Linked DNA regions of Sus scrofa: all the other regions are linked to region 4. A link is a contact called in public HiChIP or PLAC-seq and promoter capture Hi-C data. All regions are on one chromosome and are shown on one strand. The core of a region is the stretch at or near the end of the contact, and the rest is flanking DNA. Distances in the headings are between cores, read along the strand shown. Region 1 holds the start of TXLNA (alpha-taxilin). Region 2 holds the start of KPNA6 (importin subunit alpha-7). Region 3 holds the start of KHDRBS1 (KH domain containing, RNA binding, signal transduction associated 1). Region 4 holds the start of PEF1 (peflin). Region 5 holds the start of TMEM39B (transmembrane protein 39B).

Region 1 (2,700 bases), core at 3-2,502, 490 kb before region 4:
AAAAAGAAAAAAAAAAAAAAGTTCCAGAAATGCCTCAAATAGGAATAGCAGTTACCCACTGCTGAAAGTGGTGTTTTTGATTTGCTGGTTGGGTGCCTCATTTGACTGCCAACCTGACTTAATCCTGTCAGAAGCTTCTCTCAGGAGAGTTCTGTCCCTGTGCTTAGGGTGGGAGGCTCTATCAACTCCCCAGCGCAGAGTGGGCACTCAAGGACTCAGTGGTGTCCTCCCCTCATTCTACATTTCCTCCCTTCTGGATAAACAGTGGCCTTGGCTTCTAACCCCAGAAGCTAGACTGACGCACCATAAACTCCTCCCCCTGCCCATTGGAAAAGCAGAGCTGGCACACACCCTCAGCCTTCCCTGGAGCCTGGCTGGTGGAACCTTCAGCTTCTGTCGTGGGAGCAGACTGGCTGGGCCGCCCCTGGCCTCCCTCTGGTCCTGCTTCCGGTTGCCCCGGGGTGTTTTTGGGGTTGGAAGTGTGGCCAGATTGCTTGGCAGCCCCATTCTTTTTGTCTTGGTTCTTCATTGTTGTTTGCAACGTTAGGTTATGAGCAGAACCTATAGAAACAAATACACTTGCTATTTTCCAGACTTTAAACAATTCTTCGCAGCCTGGATCTGATATCTCCACACCGGACCCGCAAAGCTTCTTAAACCGACCGGCCTTCCTCGGATGGGAGCCAGTGGGGCTCCCTATCTCTGGTCGGTCAGGGAAGTCTGGTGTGCCCAACAGCAGGGGAGAGGAGGCCTCCTTTTTCCCCGAAGCTACTTCCCCGGCACAACCCAGCCCTCTCACCACAGCCCGTGCGCCGGACAGGCTCAGGCCCAGGGACTGACGTGGCGGGACGCTGGATTCCCGGTTCCTCCCCGCCCCCCAGGCCCCACGTGTGCCCACCCCCCCGCGCGCGCGCGCAGCCACCCACGCCCCGCGCGCCCTCCAGCCGCGCGCTCCGCCCGCGCATGCGCACAGGCCTCGGCCCCTGCACTCCAGCCCGAGTCCTCGTGCGGAATCGGCGTAATTCCCTGAACCGTCCGAAGGCGTCGGGCCCCGGGCCCTCTGCTTGCCTTGTACCCCTAACCGACGCAATACGCACCCCACCGCCGACGTCCCGACGGCTTCTCCTGCTCTGGCCTCTCACCGGAAACCCTGGGTAACTGCTGCCGGCAGAGCCGCCTGCTCGCGCCGCGGCCAATCAATAGCCCGCGCTCTCGCGGGGCTTGCTGGGAAAGTTGAAGCGAAGGCGGCCTCTGAGGCGGGTGAGTTGGGAAGGCGGAGTGGGGGGGTGGAGGGACAGAAAGGACTACATGTCCCTCCATGCACCGGGCTGATCCCGACTCCCAAGCTGCAACAGGGCTTTCGTTCTTGGAGCCCAGACCCAGGAGGTCCGAAAGCAGCCAGTCATTCTGCACTGGTACTCACGTCAACCTCCTTTCCATCACGCAGAAGTTATGATTCAGCTCCCAGAGCCTTGCGCCTGGCTGCTTTTTCCCCGCACACCTCAACCCCGTCCTTCCCTCCTGCTGAGGATATCTGTGACTATCTAGGAACTCTGAGGACGAGGGATAAAATACGGTGCTGGACATCAGATCTGTATTCCTTCCAGTCCTAATTTCATCACTAATTTGTTATGTGACCGGGCATTCTTTTCATTCCCAGAGCCTCGATTTCCGTATTCCTATAGAAAATTTTAATAACAGTAGTTCTTTGAATGCTAGCTTTCCCAGTAACTACTCCAGATAAATACTGTAGTATTTGTTACTCTCAATTTACACCTGTTAGGTGATTGTCCAAGGTCACATAGCTATTGACTGATTAGAGCAGTTTCAAAGCCAGGAAGTCTGGCACCCATCTCAACTACTGGACTACCCTGCTTCTTACTCAGGAAGAAATAATCACCATGATGCGCTTTCCTTGAGGGTGAGTCAAGGTAACTTGGAAAAGTAAATACTTAATTTCCCATCCCCATTTCCACCTTGAGTCCCTCTTTGGAAGGTGCTGAGGCCCTGTAAGGGGAAGTTTGGTTTCAGCAGATTCCTGAGCCTTTTCTTTGGCCCACTCCTACCAAGTCCCAGTTGCACTGGTGCTAAAGGGGAAAAATAGCCAAGCTTTTCTCAAAATGTGAAATCACAATTCTTTTTCCATTTGTCTGTAGACAACAGAATAAAACACAGCAACCTATGTGCTTGGATTTTTTTTTTTTTTTTTTTTTTTTTTAAGGGCTGCACCTGCGGCATATGGAAGTTCCCAGGCTAGGGGTCTAATCAGAGCAGTGGCTGCCAGCCTGCACCACAGCCATAGCAACGCCAGACCCGAGCCACATCTGTGACCTACGCTGCAACTCATGGCAATGCCAGATTCTTAACCCACTGAGTGAGGCCAGGGATCGAACCTGTGTCCTCATGGATGCTAGTTGGATTCTTTACCTCTGAGCCACAACAGGAACTCCTGTGCTTGAAATTTAATGCCTAAATGGTTTTGCTTTTATTTCCTGTCAATCCTCCTCATCCCCTTGGCCTTTTAAAAAAAATTATTAAAGCGTAGTTGATTTACAATGTTTCGTCCCCCTCTGCCTTTTTTGTTCCAGCTATACTTTTACTGTTTCCAGGATTTCCCAGGTTTTTGCAGGTGCCATACCATTGTCGATGAAAAAAATGTTACCTGCCATATCAGTAAACAAAGGATGTTGCAGCCATCAA
Region 2 (2,700 bases), core at 197-2,696, 440 kb before region 4:
AACAGCAGCTATAAACTAGCTAGGGCTAGTGATCACCCCGGTTTAAGCCGCTGACTGTGTGACCTTGGTTGAGTTACTTTACCTCTCTAAGCCTCAGTTTCCTTATCTGTAAAACGAGGATAACAGCAATATCTATCTCAATAGGTTGTACATATTATATAAAACGTGACATGTAAAGCAATCAGAACAATGCCTGCACACAGGAAGAGCTTAGCAAATTTAATAGTTTTTATTGCTGGAGAGGAAGTACCCCTGATGGTTCTGTTCCTACGTCCAAAGACTTCGCCACCGCATTCTGGGCACAGGCCTTGCTAGCTGGAGTCCCCTTAGGAAGAGCAACAGGTCGCTCCTTTTCTCCTAAGCAGTGCCGGGCCCAGAGACCTAAGGTCTCCGACCTATATATGGCTACGAGGTGTTGGCAGTGGTATTCTACCACTATGAAGGCTGTCACTCTGAACCCAACCGAACCACCCCATTTCCGCCTCGGCTCTGGAAGTTTTCCCGGCCTTCGGCGGCCCAGGCTGCATTCGGCAAGGCTGCCCCTGGTTAAGGGCCTGCAGCCGGCTCGGCAGGCGTCCCTTAGCCCTAGGACTCCCTCTGCGACGTAGGCAGGATTTGCCTGAGTTCAGGGGAACCAGTGAATCTAATTAGGAGGCGCGTCGGTCAGACACACGCCTGGAGAGGGCCCCCTTAACGCCGCCCGGGCCTGCCACCAGGAGCCCGGCCCCCAGCCCCTGGCTCAGAGCAGGCCGGAGGGTCGGCCCCCTTCCAGCCCCCGGGAACAAGGGGAATCCAGCCCAGAGCCACCACGTGGGGGCTCCAGGAGTAGCAAGGTGTTCCTGGAACCAGCCCCCCAAAGACTGATCCCCGCATGGGCCCTAACCCGGCCCCAAACTGGCCTGAGCAGCGCTCCCGGCCTGGCTTCTCTCCCTCAAACCTATTTGGAAAGACTAAGACATCCTCTGCAGACTAGAGACAGGCTCTCGCCAGACCCCAAGCCCCGAGACCGCCTCAGCCCGAGTCCCCAGTTGCTTGGTTTCCTTACTCACCCATCGCGGCTCCGCTCGCTCCTACTTGGCGGCGGCAGCGGCAGCAGCTTCAGTAGACAATATGGCGGATCTGCAGGACGGCAGCCCGAAACGGACAAACAACTTAACACTCGATCCCGGGAAGAATCGCGCTTTCAGCTCCACCGCCTAGTTTACGCAGTGGAGCGCATTTAAAGAGACAGCAGCTACTAAAGGCGGAGAATAGGGATGGACTATGATGAAAGGGGTGGGTGGAGGGAAGCTGGGAGGGATATCTACTAAAGCGAGTTAAGCGTGCTTAGGGTTTCTCAGTTTTTTTCTGGTTCTGTTTCCTCTTTGTAGTGAGGTTTACCTCCCCTAGAAACTTTTTCTTCCAGAAAGATATTCCTACCTTTCCTAGTTAAAAAACCACGCCTAGATTCTGAGCTGGGTATGAAAAAAGAATCATCTGGAAAGGGGAAGTGACTTGCTCAAGGATATAGAGATAAGGAATTAAAGAAGTCTAGAGCAAACCCAGTTACAATCTTATTGGGAGATAAGAAGTAGAAAAATAATGAGACCCATGCCATGCTTTATAGTTGACATAGCTGTTTAATTTATCTTCAATGCAAGTTCTCTGAGAGCAGAGGTCGATCCTGCATTGTTCATCATTGCGATTCAGCACCTAGCATAGTATGTGGTACATGGTAGTGCACCATAAGTAATTGTTGAGTGAATAAACAAAGGAGTGAACAGACCTGTGAGTTACACAAAACAAGGAGTATGATCTCCCTCTTTATTTGTTGTTGTTTGTTTTTGGGGCTGCACCTGCACCTGCGGCACATGGAAGTTCTCAGGCTAGGGGTTGAATCGGAGCTGCAGCTGTCGGCCTCCGCCACAACCACAGCAATGTCAGATTTGAGCAGTGTCTGCAACCTACACCACAGCTCATGGCAACACTGGATGCTTAACCCACTGAGTGGGGCCAGGGATCAAACCCTTGTCCTCATGTATACTAGTCAGGTTCTTAATCAGCTGAGCCACAATGGGAATTCCCCTCCCTCTTAAGAGGTGAGGAAATTGAGGCTCTGAGTGTTCATGTGTCTTTTGAATTATGGAATTTATGGCTGGTATACATTAGGTCTGCCTTTTTGCATAATAGCATGACAGTCCTCTCCTTTCCACACAGGAAAGCTATGTCTCCCAGTCACCTGTCCCCAGAGGGAGCTATCTTTTGGAAGCCTAGGTCCTGTCCCAACAAATTGCCATCTCTAGTTATATACCTGGCACATTGAGGGAGACAACTCAAAAAGGCAAATCTAGGATTTCCTGCTGTGGTGCAATGGGTTATGGATCTGGCATTGTCTCTGTGGCAGCATGGGTTTGATCCCAGCCTGGCACAGTGGGTTAAGGACTTGGTGTTGTCACAGCTGTGGCATAGGTTGCAGCTGCGGCTGGGGTTCGATCCCTGGATTGGGAACTTACATATGCTGCAGGTGCGGCCAAAAAAAAAAAAAAAAAAAAAAAAAAAAAAAAAGCCGACTCTAGGACTCAATCTGGAACGGAAGGGTTATCTTTCTCTTCCTACTGCCACTGCTCAAGGTCAGAATTCTTAATTCTCTGCTGGCCTATTTTACCTGCCTCCTCACTGGTCTCCTGCCTCCAGGTTCTCCCACTTGCACCTACTATCTTT
Region 3 (2,700 bases), core at 23-2,522, 360 kb before region 4:
TTATTGGGAATGCCATGCAAACCATCCTTTACCTCCCTCTATCATCCCCTTTCACTGTCACTGGCGTTATTATTTTTTTCCCCCTCTTGAGTGACAAACACACGTTGTAAAAGAATGGGGTCCAATCTTCCGACTGCAGCAGTGACCACCTTATCGGCCCAAGTTGGAAATTTGATTCCTAAAATCTTAAGCTTCGATTCCCACAGGTTGCTCCTGCCTCCGAGCAACTCAAGCTCCAGTTACCACTAAGTCCGATCCGGCCCCAGCGGCCGCGGCCGCGGCGCGCTGAATAGGGCACCCTAGCCTCACCCCATCTCACCTCGGCCCTCCCTCCCACGGTTCCTCCCGGCTCAGGCTGTCTTCACCTCCTACACCCTCAGTCAGGCGCCGACCGCCACCAGCGATCAAATAAGCTTTCCCTTTGGGGGAAGGGAGAGAAGGTGGTTCATTTCTGGAAGAATCCGAACACTCGGAGCGCGGGGCAGCTGCAAGAGGTGGGAGGGGAAGGGTCGGCAAGGGGGCGGGAGCGCGGCACAAAATCCATCAAGATCTTAGCGCTAAGAGATCGCCAAGTCCCCTTCGGGCCTCCACTGCAGCCTAGAAATTCTCCCTCGCACTCTGGGTCGGGATGGGAAAGTGGAATCCAGACTCCCGAAGATGATAACGAGAGAAGGGGAGTCCATGACTTCCCCGGTCCCCAGGGGGCGGGAAACGAGAGAAACAAAGCCACTGCCACCCTTGCCCCCGCGTAGCCGGGCGACCCAAAGGGACCACGGAGGCCCGCTTACCTGCTGTCAGCAACTGCATGGCGTGAGTGAAGGACGGGTCGAGCGAGTCCTTCTCGGCCATGAGTTCGGGTAGGTACTTGTTCTCCGGCTCCATCTTGACGGAGGCAGTGGCTGAGGGGGGCAGCAGCGGGGTCGGCGCTGGACCGCCCACTGTCGCGTCGGGACCGGTGGCCGAGGGCGGCAGCAGCGGTGGCGGCTGCGTGGCGGGCGAGGCCCGGGCACCCCCCCGGGATCCCCCTCCGCCTCCCCGGGATCGGTGAGGCAGCGGAGGCTGCCGAGACGGCGCCTGACGCACTGAGGGGTGGGCACCTGAGGGGTCCATGGAGCCGCTGCGGCCCGAGGACCGGCTCATGCGCGCGGCGGGATCGTCTCGGCGCTGCATTGGAGAGGATGTCCGATCAAATGATCGAGGAAGCGACGCGGCAGAGGCCCCAGCGGCGGTTGGCGGGGGTAGGAGAGCGGGAGCTACGGCGACCGAAGCCGACCCAAGCGACCCAGCGAAAGAGAGCACCGGAAATGAGGCGGCGCGCAGGCGCACCAGGAACCGGCACCGCCCTTGGGTCTCTCCGCGGAGAACAAAGTCCCGGTCGGGCCACGGCGCCTGCGCACCGCCGCGGAGTCCGAAGAAGTCGCCTTCCAACTCCCGTGTTCCCTGTGAGCCCGCCAGGCCGGAGCCGCGTGCGCGTGCGCGGGTGGCCGCGGGCTTCGTTCGTTTTCTTTTTCCACGTGACTCGGCGCTAGCGGGACACGTGTCTCCTCCCCCTTCTGGCCGGGTGCGCGGAGGGGGCGGGGGCTGTGGAATGTCTTTGTCTGCGCGCGGGCCCGCGGCCTGTGGGGCGGGAGACCTGTTACTCCAGGGCCACGCCCCCTCCAACGGCCGAACTGCTAGGGGTGCCTCTGTTCAGTGGAGTGGAGTGGGGTGGGGAAGGGGGGAGGTCACTGAATAAAAGAGACCCGCGTGGGGGCCGTGGGAGGGGAAGGAGAGAGCACTGGCGTCGTCTGCCCAGAAAGAAAGGAGGGAGAGAGACTGCCTGAACGGGGAGAGGGAAAGGAGCCAGGGAGATGAGGAAGGGACGACCAGGGAGAGTCTGACGCAGGATTGAGGGGTGGAAATAGGAAAGGGAAGTTTGGAAGGGGGCAGTGAGGAAGGACCGGTCAGTGGGACGACTGGAGGCTATTGGAAGACTTGAACTAAGAGGGAGGGCTCGGATTGGACCTGATATCTAGCCAGGAAACGGGGCCCCAGACCAGAGCAGGGAAGCCAAGTAGTACCCCATGGTTTTCAACGTAGTGGGGTTTTTTTTGTTTGTTTTGTTTTTGTTTTTGATTTTTAGGGCACACCTGCGGCATATGGAGGTTCCCAGGCTATGGGTCGAATCGGAGCTGTAGCTGCTGGCCTTTGCCACAGGCATAGCACACAGAATCCGAGCCGAGTCTGTGACCTACACCACAGCTCAAGGCAACACCAGATTGTTAACCCACTGAGCAAGACCAGGGATCCAACCTGTGTCCTAGTGGATGCTAGTCAATTCGTTAACCACTGAGCCAGGGGGAGAACTCCTAAAGTAGGTTCTTGAACGTTAGCTGTTGGTCAGAGAAGTCATCTTAAAAGAGGAAGCATTTTAGCTCTTTACATATAGTACTGCTTTCCATAGATGTGTTTTGTCCGCAAAAAAAGTGGGATAGAGGCCAGCACCTTAATCTGTGATGGTTGCATCTTTAGGGTGATTCCTTCTACTGATGTGAGCGCTAATCCCCCTGCCCTTCCCGATGAATCATTCCACGCTTGCTCAAAAAGACCACTGCTCTCAAGGCCAAGATATTGCAGCAGTCTCCTCATCCTGGGGTGCTATATGCAGATGAAGGCTAGGTCTCTATTCGCCCATAAACTCTAAAACACCTGGTACCATCT
Region 4 (2,700 bases), core at 58-2,557:
CAAAGGTCAGGTTGGGCCAGACTGTGAAAGGCCTGTGGTGCCATAATGAAGGGGCTGGGCAGGTAGAGGAGCCACTGCAGACTTTTCAGTGGGCTAGTAGCATGATCAGCACTGTAATTCTGGAAAGTGCCTGGCTAGATAGTTAGATAGATGGGCTGGAATGGACAACACCTTGTAACACTATTAATGAATTTATTTTAAAAAAAGGAGTTCCCGTCGTGGCGCAGTGGTTAACGAATCCAACTGGGAACCATGAGGTTGCGGGTTCGGTCCCTGGCCTTGCTCAGTGGGTTAAGGATCCGGCGTTGCCGTGAGCTGTGGTGTAGGTCGCAGACGAGGCTCGGATCCCACATTGCTGTGGCTCTTGCGTAGGCCGGTGGCTACAGCTCCGATTGGACCCCTAGCCTGGGAACCTCCATATGCCGCGTGAGCGGCCCAAGAAATAGCAAAAAGACAAAAAAATAAAAATAAAAAATAAAAAAATATAGAGGCCCTGTGGATATTATGACAAGCAAAACCAGACACAATCTGTGTCTACATGGAAGAACTAACAAATTAGTCAAATAAGCATGCAAAAAGGTGGAATGCCTGAACCACCAAGAGGCAAGTACATGACTATGAGGTCACTTAGTAACTAGAATTTTATCTACCTTCGAGACGAGTCAAGACTTCCCTGATGAGCAATGTGGCATCCATTGACCCCAGTTCTAGGCTACCCTCTGCCTCTAACCCACAGTGACTAGGACAAGTCATTGCTTCTTCGGACCTCAGCTTCCCCACTTATCAAAGAAGAGGCCCTAGATCTAATTTCCCTCCCACTCTGCCGCTTTGGAATAGCCTCACCAAATACCATAGATCCCACTCCAAAGCTACTAACTGGCACGTGGTGTCTTGACATTAGAACGAAGTACTTATCGCCCGTAGCCTCTAGCCTTCCCTGGAAGCTTGGGTCTGTTCCCTGTTGCCACGGCAACCGCCCGGGCCTTTCTCCGGGGAAAACTTGGAGTGACGACAGCAACTACGCCACTACCATGCGTCCCATCTGCCAGGTTAAAACATGGCCACCACTGTAACACTCCACCTAAATTTCTCTTTAAATACGTGGGACTGACCAGTTCTGGGGCCTACTCTAGGGCAGAAAATTTAAGAACTACTGCGCCAGTACAGGAAACATGATTCCGGAAACTGACATAGGAGCCTCAGCTCCTCCATCTCCTTGGGAGGCACCTGACCACCTCCCTCTAGCGTCACTTCCGTCGACCTTTGCGCCCAGGATTGATAGTCAGGTACATCCAATCAGAATAGGGCACACCCCCAGGCCCAGGAGGAGGCGGATTTGAGACTGGGAAGCCCCGCCCCCCGCCGACGTGTGACGTCAGAGTCGCCATGGCCAGCTATCCATACGGGCAGGTGAGTGTGTAAGAGGTGGGCCAATATAGGTAGAAGTCTCGCCAAGTCCTGGCCAGGACCCCCAGCTTCGCTTTCTCCCTGCATCCTCCGCGCTTTTCCCACGCAGGGGGCGGTGTCGCGCAGGAGAGAAGGGAAACGGGATGGTCAGTCGCACCTGGCTCACGTCACGCAGGACTGCACGTTGGGGAGGTCGTGTCGCGCCCCCTGTGACGTCGTGCACGCGAAGATTTGGGGCTCCTAGACCCCACGGAGTCAGGCTGCGCTTGGCCTGCGCTCCCTCTGGGGCTCCGGGCGGGGTCATCAACGTCACCGGAACGTTCAGAGCACTGGTTCTGTCGGTATCCTTTGGGGCGTCAGATTAAAATACACCCCTGACGTACTGGTTATTCTCTGAATAATCAGGAGAAACTGTGGTTTAGTAGGTTTTAGTATGAATGAGCTTGTTTGACTACTGAGTTAGTCCAGTACCTCCACATTTGACACACAGGAAAAGTGAAACCCAGAGAGGACATGGAATTTAGTCACCAGGGAGTTAGGTAGCAGAACCCAGGGCTGTCAGCAAATGCCTCTTACCTACTTGCCAGCCCATTTGATCCTGCCAAGAACACTACAGCAGGGTGATTCTGTGGCCAGAATCCGTTGGTGGATGACAGGAGTGGTAGAGTGATGAAGTGCAGTTTGGAGTCAGAGGAAGATTCACACCTTGGCTCCATCCCTTAAATAGTTTTGAGTCTTTGAGCAAAGTACTTTGCCTTTTTGAGCTTAAGTTTCCTCCTCTGTAAAACAGGGCCAAATAATGTCTACTTCATAGAGCTGGTATGAAGAATAATGAAATGATGCTTGTAAAGCATTTGGTACTACTAAGAGTGTAACAGGTGTTACCTTTTAGTATTTTGATTTTTATTAGATTCCTAGAAGGTCAGTGTTGGGAGGACCCTCAAAAGAGTCTCTTCATTTTATTTATTTATTTATTTTTCGGTCTGTTTAGGGCTGTACCCGTGGCACATGGAAGGTCCCAGGCTAGGGGTCGAATCAGAGCTACAGGCACTGGCTTACGCCACAGCCACAGCCATCCATGTTGGATCTGGTCCACGTCTGGGACCTGCACCACAGCTCAACAAAGCTGGGTCCTTAACCCACTGAGAGAGGCCAGGGATCGAACCTTCGTCCTCATGGTTGCTAGTCAGGTTCATTAACTGCTGAGCCACAACAGAACTCAAAGAGTCCCTTCATTTTAAAAGGAGGGAAATGAAGCTCAGAGAGGGCTCCTGAGTTACCCAAGATCATGCT
Region 5 (2,700 bases), core at 18-2,517, 410 kb before region 4:
ACACTGCTCCTTTTGGATACTCTAAATCTCTGTAGGCTGACACTTCTGGGTACTCTTGAAGTTTCTGCCTGCAGGACCCAAGATCCAGCTCAAGGAGCATCCTGGATTCTCATGGTCAGGTCCTAGGGCCTGAGCACAGTGTCAAGGATATGGGCTCTGGAAGAATGCTGGACCCACAACCTCTTTCTCTAGGCTTAGCAGCCTAGCCCAAGGTCCCAGGCACTGCCCTGCACAAAGATCCTGGGCACCACCCTAGTCCCACTGAGTTATAGCCTGTTCATATCTCCTCATGGCAGCACAGCAACCTACAACCACCCACCCACCCACACACACCCCTGCCCTAGCTTCTAGCCTGTAAGCTCTACACACACACACACACACACACACACACACACACCCTGCCCTAGCTTCTAGCCTGGAAGCTCTTCCCACACATCTCCAAAAAGTTCTTGTCCAGGAGCTCTGCCCCCAACCAGACCCCAGCTCCAAAGCTCTGTTCACGCACTACTGTTCCTGGCTTAGAAAACCTCACACAGGCACCTTCAGTCCGAATGCTCTGCCCACACCCACTCTCCCCTCTTTAGAAGCTCTGCACCCACATAAAGCCCCTCAACCCAGAAGCCCCACCCACACACACTTGTCAGCCCAGAAAACCTGCCTACAAGCCAATAAAAGCTCTCTCTGCCCAGAAGCCCGGTTCCAGAGTGGGGTCCCTTCTTCTGCAAGGTCTCCTTCCTGCTCCACCTCCCCCAGTACAAAGCCCCTGCAACCCCGAAAGTTTGCCCCTGCACTAGGGCCTACAGCACACGGACGCCTCTCTTAGCATCAAGGCCACGCCTACTGCCAAACCCCGCCCTCTCTAGTCCTCAGAGTGGGTCCTCACCAAAGCCCCCAGGAGCGTCTACATTTTAGAAGCCCCTCCCTCCGCTCCAATGTCCCGCCCCCACAAGAGGCCCCACCCGCAAAACGAAAGGAGGGGGCGGGGTCCCTCTGCGACCACATCCCCTCCCCCTCCCCTCGCCAGGATCCTGTCCGCGTGGGGGAGCAATTAGCAGCTTGGCCAACCTAACCCCCGAGCGCGCCCGTTGCCGGGCCAAGCCGGACCCGCGCTGCTCACCCATCTCCTCCCCCCGGCGTTTTCTGCTTCGCCGCCGCAGCTTCTGCGGGCAATATGTCGGAGGCGACGGCGGCCGGGAGAGGACTAACCGCCGCAGCCCAGTCCCCGGGTATCAGCTGCGCGCTACCGCTTCGCCGCCAAATTTGCATACAAGGCGGGCTAGCAGTTGGGGGCGCGCTTCTTAAAGGGGCCGCGCGGACAAAGGCAGAGCCGCGCGCTCTTTGTCTCGCGGTCCTCCACACCCTTCCTGCAGCTGCTGCCGAATAACCCAAGAGAGAGGGAAGCTGTCTCCTGCTCTTCCCTTGCGTACCTTCTCTCAGCTCCTCTTCGAAGATAAGGGAGGAGGTCAGAACCCCTCTCGGTTCCTGCATCCATGAGTGGTCCACTGGCGCCTCAAAACTCGCTTTGTCGCAAATTAGGCTTTTTTTTTTTCTGAACTCAGTGAATTTATTACATTTACAGTTGTACAATGATCATCACAACCCAATTTTATAGCATTTCCATCCGAAATCCCCAGCGCATGCCCCCACCCCCCAACCTGTCTCCTTTGGAAACCATAAGTTTTTCAAAGTCTGTGAGTCAGTATCTGTTCTGCAAAGTTCATTGTGTTTTTTTTTCAGATTCCACATGTAAGTGATAGCATTTGATGTTGGTGTCTCATTGTCTGAATGACTTCGCTTAGCATAATTTCTAAGTCCATCCATGTTGCTAAAAATGCTGTTATTTCTTTCCTTTTAATGGCTGAGTAATATTCCATTGTGTATATGCACCACATCTTTATCCATTCCTCTGTCAATGGACATTTGGGTTGTCTCCAAGTCTTGGCTATTGCAAATAGTGCTGCAATGAACATTGGAGTACACGTGTCTTTTTGAGTCACGGTTTTCTCTGGATAGATGCCCAAGGCTTTCATCTTTCTCTTTGGCCTTATTGTTCCTCCGTTTACCCCAATCAAAACCTGGGAGTCACTTCCTCTGTTCCATCAACCCCCACAACCAATCTTCCACCTAGTCTTGCTGACCCTAAGTTCTAGTTATTTCTCTTATCTGACCCTGCTCTTCTCTCACCACCTTAGTTCAAATCCTGATTTTGCCAGTTCCAAGACTTGAAATCTTGTTTCTTGCTCATTACTAGTAATATTCACTTTAAGGGTCTTGGTGAGGATTAAGTGAGATAATGCATGTAGAACAGTTTTGTTTTAGTTTTTTTATTTGTGCATGTGTGTGTTTTCTGTTTTGGGTTTGTTTTTTGTGGTTTTTGGTTTTTTGTTTTTTGTTTTTTTTTGCTTTTTAGGACCACACCCGCAGCATATGGAGGTTCCCAGGCTAGGAGTTGAATCTGAGCTGCAGCAATTGACCTTCGCTACAGCCACAGCCATAGCCACGTGGGATCCAAGCAGCGTCTATGACCTACACCACAGCTCACAGCAATGCTGGAGACTTAATTCACTGAGCGAGGGGGTGAGGCCAGGGATTGAACACTCATCCTCATGGATACTAGTCAGGTTTGTTACTGCTGAGTCACAGTGGGAACTCCTAGAACAGTTTGTTTTAAGAAAAGTTAGCCATCATTACTATTATTAT

Evidence for each region. Promoter capture Hi-C pulls out the DNA fragments that hold promoters and counts their contacts. HiChIP or PLAC-seq counts read pairs in DNA pulled down with a chosen protein or histone mark.
Region 1: an H3K27ac HiChIP or PLAC-seq map of alveolar macrophages shows a contact between it and region 4. The contact joins the promoter of TXLNA here to the promoter of PEF1 in region 4. A contact is called at or near these places in 1 of 5 promoter capture datasets (liver) and 1 of 2 datasets of contacts at active chromatin or transcription factors (alveolar macrophages).
Region 2: a contact with region 4 is called in a promoter capture Hi-C map of liver, with 4 times the contacts expected there. The contact joins the promoter of KPNA6 here to the promoter of PEF1 in region 4. A contact is called at or near these places in 2 of 5 promoter capture datasets (fetal liver and liver) and 2 of 2 datasets of contacts at active chromatin or transcription factors (alveolar macrophages and skeletal muscle).
Region 3: a contact with region 4 is called in a promoter capture Hi-C map of liver, with 4 times the contacts expected there. The contact joins the promoter of KHDRBS1 here to the promoter of PEF1 in region 4. A contact is called at or near these places in 1 of 5 promoter capture datasets (liver), 1 of 47 Hi-C or Micro-C datasets (embryonic fibroblasts) and 2 of 2 datasets of contacts at active chromatin or transcription factors (alveolar macrophages and skeletal muscle).
Region 5: a contact with region 4 is called in an H3K27ac HiChIP or PLAC-seq map of alveolar macrophages. The contact joins the promoter of TMEM39B here to the promoter of PEF1 in region 4. A contact is called at or near these places in 1 of 5 promoter capture datasets (liver), 9 of 47 Hi-C or Micro-C datasets (brain, fetal heart ventricle, heart right ventricle and 5 more) and 2 of 2 datasets of contacts at active chromatin or transcription factors (alveolar macrophages and skeletal muscle).

The regions. Positions count from the first base shown.
Region 1 is chr6:88,658,603-88,661,302 of Sscrofa11.1, reverse strand. It overlaps TXLNA (alpha-taxilin), which reads right to left and starts at 1,252. Exons shown (of 11, transcript XM_003127774.6): 1 at 1,098-1,252; 2 at 352-561. The coding sequence starts at 529.
Region 2 is chr6:88,609,874-88,612,573 of Sscrofa11.1, reverse strand. It overlaps KPNA6 (importin subunit alpha-7), which reads right to left and starts at 1,446. Exons shown (of 14, transcript XM_021095806.1): 1 at 1,050-1,446. The coding sequence starts at 1,053.
Region 3 is chr6:88,528,979-88,531,678 of Sscrofa11.1, reverse strand. It overlaps KHDRBS1 (KH domain containing, RNA binding, signal transduction associated 1), which reads right to left and starts at 1,272. Exons shown (of 9, transcript NM_001243596.1): 1 at 789-1,272. The coding sequence starts at 1,170.
Region 4 is chr6:88,168,933-88,171,632 of Sscrofa11.1, reverse strand. PEF1 (peflin) reads left to right here and starts at 1,307. Exons shown (of 5, transcript XM_003127768.5): 1 at 1,307-1,410. The coding sequence starts at 1,387.
Region 5 is chr6:88,583,858-88,586,557 of Sscrofa11.1, reverse strand. TMEM39B (transmembrane protein 39B) reads right to left here and starts at 1,267. Exons shown (of 9, transcript XM_021095796.1): 1 at 1,118-1,267. The coding sequence starts at 1,121.